2 separate regions of the Ovis aries genome follow, and region 2 is linked to region 1. A link is a contact called in public Hi-C data. All regions are on one chromosome and are shown on one strand. Each heading gives the region's core, a stretch centred on a gene start, on an enhancer-like site or on the middle of the called end of the contact. The rest is flanking DNA. Distances are from core to core; before and after follow the strand shown.

Region 1 (2,700 bases), core at 88-2,587:
GGCCCCCCCTAGCCCTCCCGTGGGGGCCTGCGGGGGCGCTGTGTCCCCCATCTTACTGGACACAATGATTGCTGCCCGTGGGATGGTGAGGTGGTGGGAAGCTATAGCCGGTTAGCACAGGCAAATCTGCTTTTGACAATCTGCGCTCAGAGCTCAGGACCACATGAATAGAAGTCTTCAGAGGCTGGGGGCGGTGGGGCGGGGGGGGGGGCGCGTAGTGGAGAAGGTATGGGGGAGGGGAGTGAGTAAAAAGAGGGTGAGGAGAAAGAAGAGAAACCAATGGCAGAGGATAAGTTGGAAACAAACCCTGATCAACTTGCTCTAATTGTATTTGACAGCTCTGGAGAAGTTGGAGAGAGTTAGTGGGGATTCCCCCCAACCCGCCCCCCCCCAACACCAAGCTGACAAGAGGTACTTTGTAAACACACGATCTGGGGGTTAGAGCAGGAACTCAGGGATTGTCAAGCAAGAGACAGGAACAGACAGCAAAGGGAATTGTGAGAGGTATTAACAGAGAGCTGGACTCCCCCGTCACCTAGTCGTTTCCGAAGATTCTTTTATGGGGATGTTTCTGCAGAGGAACCCACATCTACCATGGTCTCTGTAACCCACGGCCTTTACTTTTCCGCAATTTTTTTTTTTTAAAGTGCTGTTTCAGAAGCTTTCTGAAGTCAATGTTCAAAACGTACAAAAATCAAACAGAGATTGTCTTTTGGCTTTTAATTTTTCCTCCCTTTCCCTTTGCTCCGGTGTTTCCTCCTCTTTGGGGGTGCTGTAGGATGTGGTCTTCTCCCCAAAGAGGGAGACAGCTTTTCAATTGTTAATGTCAGTAATTGGACTTCTGGACCATGCTTTTTTCTTCAGCTAATCCAATCACCGGTAAAATCCTCATTCCCTCTAAGGTTTCCCAGCCTTAAATGAAAGCAGTCTGAAGTCACTAGCCACTGAGAGAGAGATCCTTCAACACATTTTTTTTTTTCTTCTTCTTCTTTCCCGCTTACGTTTCTAGTCCTCACCCCCGGCTCGATTCTAATACAGTATCAAGAGAGACAAACTCTTCCGAGAGTAATTTACAAACGATGGTCAAACTTACAAACTTCCAGTAAATTGCACCGAGTCATGTCCAGCCACTTTTCTGTCCACTTTTGTACATTCCATCCCCGGCCAGTGGATCTGAGGGTCTGGACTCGCAATAAGCAATGTGGTTCTATCTCTTGGATTGCTCCGCTTTTAGAGATGGAAAAGAAAGTAGCCGGTCTTTTCCTTTCTCTTTTTCCCGTCTGTTGTTCGCCGCTGGGCTGACACTGGCTCCGCCGCCCGGAGTCACGGCGATACACAGGCTTTCATTGTGCTCCGATAGGAGAGGGAGAGAAAGAGAGAGAGTGAGACAGAGGGAGAAAGAGAGCCAGCGAGCTGCAGGGGGGTGGGGGACGGAGGGCGGGGGAGCTCTCGCCCGAGGCTCCCTGGTGGAAGGCGGGTGCCACTGCACGGGCGAGCGAGGCGGCCGGTGCGGGGAAAGGGGAACGCAGAGGGCCTCCCAGCGGCAAGAAGTGGAGGATCCCGAAGCCTGCGCATCTCGGCGTCGGCGCGCGCAGCTCGCACTCCGGCTCGGCTCGGGCAGGACGGCGGTACGTTGGGGAAATTCCCCAACCTCTACCCGACTACTTCACCAGCCCGAAATGGTGCAGAAATTCCCGGCCAGTGGATGTATTTTCCCTGCCAGACCTCAGGTTACGCTCCCCGCCTCCACCCCTCGAGGATATCACTTTCATTTTTCAGTATGTTGTCAATGACACCCCTGGGCACTCTAGCGAGAGCTGGGTGAACACGGAGGAAATGTTCCTGGGTGTCAGAAAAGGAGGCGTAGGGTGTGTGCGTACTGGGGGAAACGGAGGAGTGGGTGAAGAGAAGAAATTACATCATTAGCTCCTAAAGGGCAGGCGAGTGTCTACCTGCTAGCCTGTTTTGTCTGTCTCTGGCTAAGTCAATCTCGGTGATCATAAGCAAAATCAGTAAGAATAACTAAAATATTCTATCACGATGAAATTACAAATATCAGTTCTCAAAAAGGAAAAAAAAAGAACAAAAAATATTTTTCTGAAAATACAAGATTCCCTATGACAAACCTAATGCAAGATCTGGGGCCTTCACGGTAGTCTGTTTACATACATAAGGAGGAAAATCATTATGCAGCAGTCCAGTTTCAAGTTCACTAACACAAAACAAACACATCTCTGACACACATTGTTGTCTCATCTTCAGATAATCCTACCTTTAAGCTCTCAAAATGCATGTTGGATTCTGCTGATTACCATTTATGGAGGATAAACTAAAGTGAGCACAATATTGTTCTAGTCAGGACCATATAGTCTGTTATGCTCATTTGGAAGTCATTTGGATTTGAGGTGTCAAGCAGTGGGGCTTTGTTAATCTAAACCACCTCTCGCATTTCAGTTACAAGCTCCTGCTTCAAACTGAGCTGTGGATAGAAATGAGTAAGATCAGTGCAAACATTTATCTAGTTTAGTTCTCGATAGGCTGGTCTACATTAGTTCATTTTCACAAATTCTAGAATGTTATTTTGGGATTTGGGACAAGTGCCTTCTGATGGAATGTAACTTTTTTTTTACTTTTCATTGGAACATACTGCTGTCTGTCCCTTCCAAGGCTAAGTTCCTCATCACTCATGGAGAAAAGCAG
Region 2 (2,700 bases), core at 47-2,546, 450 kb before region 1:
CTTTATGTACAGTTGGGAAGGTCCCCTGGAGGAGGAAATGGCAATCCACTCCAGTGTTTTTGCCTAGAGAATCCCATGGACAGAGGAGCCTGGCGGGCTACAGTCCATGGGGTCGCAAAAAGTCGGACACGACTGAGCAACTAGTAATAATAATAATTCCAATTTATTCACGGGAAAAAAAATGAAACGTGCTAGTTTACAGCGATTTAGTATCTAATAACTAATAACAACTAGACTTTTTCAAAGGAAAAGAACCTGATTTCAATGTAGCAGTATAACAATACAGGTCTTCCTATTGCTTAATAAAATTTACTATTTTAAAACAACAGGAAAAACCTGCCTTTGAAACACGTCAAGTTAATATTCACGCCAGCCCTGCGAAAAGCTACATAGTAAAATCCTCCTCAAAATTCCAGGGGGAAAAAAATCCCAGCTGATACAAGATGGAAACCTGGAGAACCGGTAGGTAGCCCAGGAAGAACGAAAACTACCACTCATTACTCAGGAATAATAACGTTCAGCTGGAAGATTCACGGTGTGGGTACTCACATTTTAAAGCAAAGTTGGGGGGAGGGGGGAAGATCAGAATGCAAGGAAACCTTAAAATAAGTGACGGGAAAGAGCGGAAAGGGTGGGCAAGAAGCCAGAAACCCAAGACTGAAAGACGGATGGAAAAAAGACTGGAGAAGGGTCTCAGAAGAGTCGTCAAGGGAGAAAGGCAGGGAGGAGAAGGGGGGAGGGGACAGAGTTGGGGAAGGGCTGTCCAAAAAATGAATTAAAGGGAAATGAGAGATTAGAGGATGTAGAGGACTGAGGCGTTCTCGACCGCAGATAAAAACACCAGAATACAAAAGGTAAGACCGATGAAGAACCGCAGAGTTTTAACCTCCTCTTTCCCAGCATCTAACCCGCAGAGAGGAAGAAAGAAGAGGTGCCCAGCCTGAGGGAAGGAATTCCGGCGCAGCCTCCCAGTCCCGGAGCCCGCGACGTGGGGCCCCGTCCAGCGGGTCCCGGGCTCCACTTCATCCCCCTCGGGCGCTCGGCGGGCCCCGGTTACCTGGACAGGGAGTCCACGCTGGGCGGCCGTGCTACCGCTGGCTGAGAGCCAAGGCTTTCGCAACTCGAGCTCTTCTCCATGGCGCGGCGCGGGGGCAGCCGGAGGAAAAGCCTGCGGCGACCTCCGCGGCTGCCCGGCGGGAGGAGCGGAGGGCGGGGTGCGACGGGCTGGGTCCGCGCTCAAGCCCGCGCCGGCCCGGCAGGGAGACCGGAAGCGGCCATGTTCCCCCAGCCTGCACCGCGCGCGGGCGCTGCCGGGAGCCGGAGGAGCCCGCGGCGCCCCGGGGGCGCCCGCCCTCGCGCGCTTCGCACGCCGCCACCCCGTGCGGCCGCCGGGGGCCGCGGAGCGCGTGACGGCGCCTGAGGGCCGAGGCTCCTCTGAGGCCGGCGGGAGCCGGGGCTGCAGGAGGAGGGGCCGTTTCAAAAATAATGAAGCAGCGAGTACTACGGACGAGGGTCTGAAGACAAGGACCTTAAGGACGGGGACGATTGTGACGGGAATGTGGGGGTCGGGGAAGAGAACAGAATAATAAAGGATGTGGGCAAACCCTAGGATGAGAGGCAGAGGGACGTGGGGGATGAGGAGGGGAGGACCTGAACACAGGTTCGCGTAAAGGATGAGGCTGTGAGAGGTGAGACGGCGAAATACTCATCATGTCAAGAGCTGAAAATGATTAAGTAATTGTTCCTTAAATCATAATTAAAGCCTACTTTAGGAGGCTTCCTTGGTGGCTTAGAGGTTAAAGCGTCTGCCTCCAATGCGGGAGACCTGGGTTCGATCCCTGGGTCGTGAAGATCCCCTGGAGAAGGAAATGGTAACCCACTCCAGTATTCTTGCCTGAAGAATCCCATGGACAGAGAAGCCTGGTAGGCTGCAGTCCACGGGGTCGCAAGGAGTCGGACACGACTGAGCGACTTCACTTAGGAGAAGGAAGTGGCAACCCACTCCAGTACTGTTGGCTGGAGAATCCCATGGACAGAGGAGCCTGGTAGGCTGCAGTTCATGGGGTCGCAGAGTCAGACACGACTGAAGCGACTAAGCACGCAAAGCCTACTTTAAAGTTAGTGGATTCACATCCTGCCTCTCTCAGTTATTTGCAGTGTAATCCAAGGCATGGAACATTAATTTTTTAATCTGTAAAACAGGAAACCAGCTTCACAGATTAGATGAGTTCAGTTCAGTCGCTCAGTCGTGTCCAACTCTTTGCGACCCCATGAATCGCAGCACGCCAGGCCTCCCTGTCCATCACCAACTCCCGGAGTTCACTCAGACTCATGTCCATCGAGTCAGTGACGCCATCCAGCCATCTCATCCTCTGTCGTCCCCTTCTCCTCCTGCCCCCAATCCCTCCCAGCATCAGAGTCTTTTCCAATGAGTCAACTCTTCGCATGAGGTGGCCAAAGTACTGGAGTTTCAGCTTCAGCATCATTCCCTCCAAAGAAATCCCAGGGCTGATCTCCTTCAGAATGGACTGGTTGGATCTCCCTGCAGTCCAAGGGACTCTCAAGAGTCTTCAACACCGCAGTTCAAAAGCATCAATTCTTCAGTGCTGCGCTTTCTTCACAGTCCGGCTCTCACATCCATACATGACCACTGGAAAACCATAGCCTTGACTAGACGCACCTTAGTCGGCAAAGTAATGT

What was found. Hi-C and Micro-C count contacts between places; a contact is called where the count stands out from the background.
Region 2: a Hi-C map of blood shows a contact between it and region 1, with 2.5 times the contacts expected there. The contact joins the promoter of MTMR2 here to the promoter of MAML2 in region 1. A contact is called at or near these places in 2 of 16 Hi-C or Micro-C datasets (blood and skin fibroblasts).

The regions. Positions count from the first base shown.
Region 1 is chr15:13,511,223-13,513,922 of ARS-UI_Ramb_v3.0, reverse strand. MAML2 (mastermind like transcriptional coactivator 2) reads right to left here and starts at 1,337. Exons shown (of 5, transcript XM_015100757.4): 1 at 1-1,337. The coding sequence starts at 51.
Region 2 is chr15:13,957,377-13,960,076 of ARS-UI_Ramb_v3.0, reverse strand. MTMR2 (myotubularin related protein 2) reads right to left here and starts at 1,296. Exons shown (of 17, transcript XM_060399672.1): 1 at 1,058-1,296.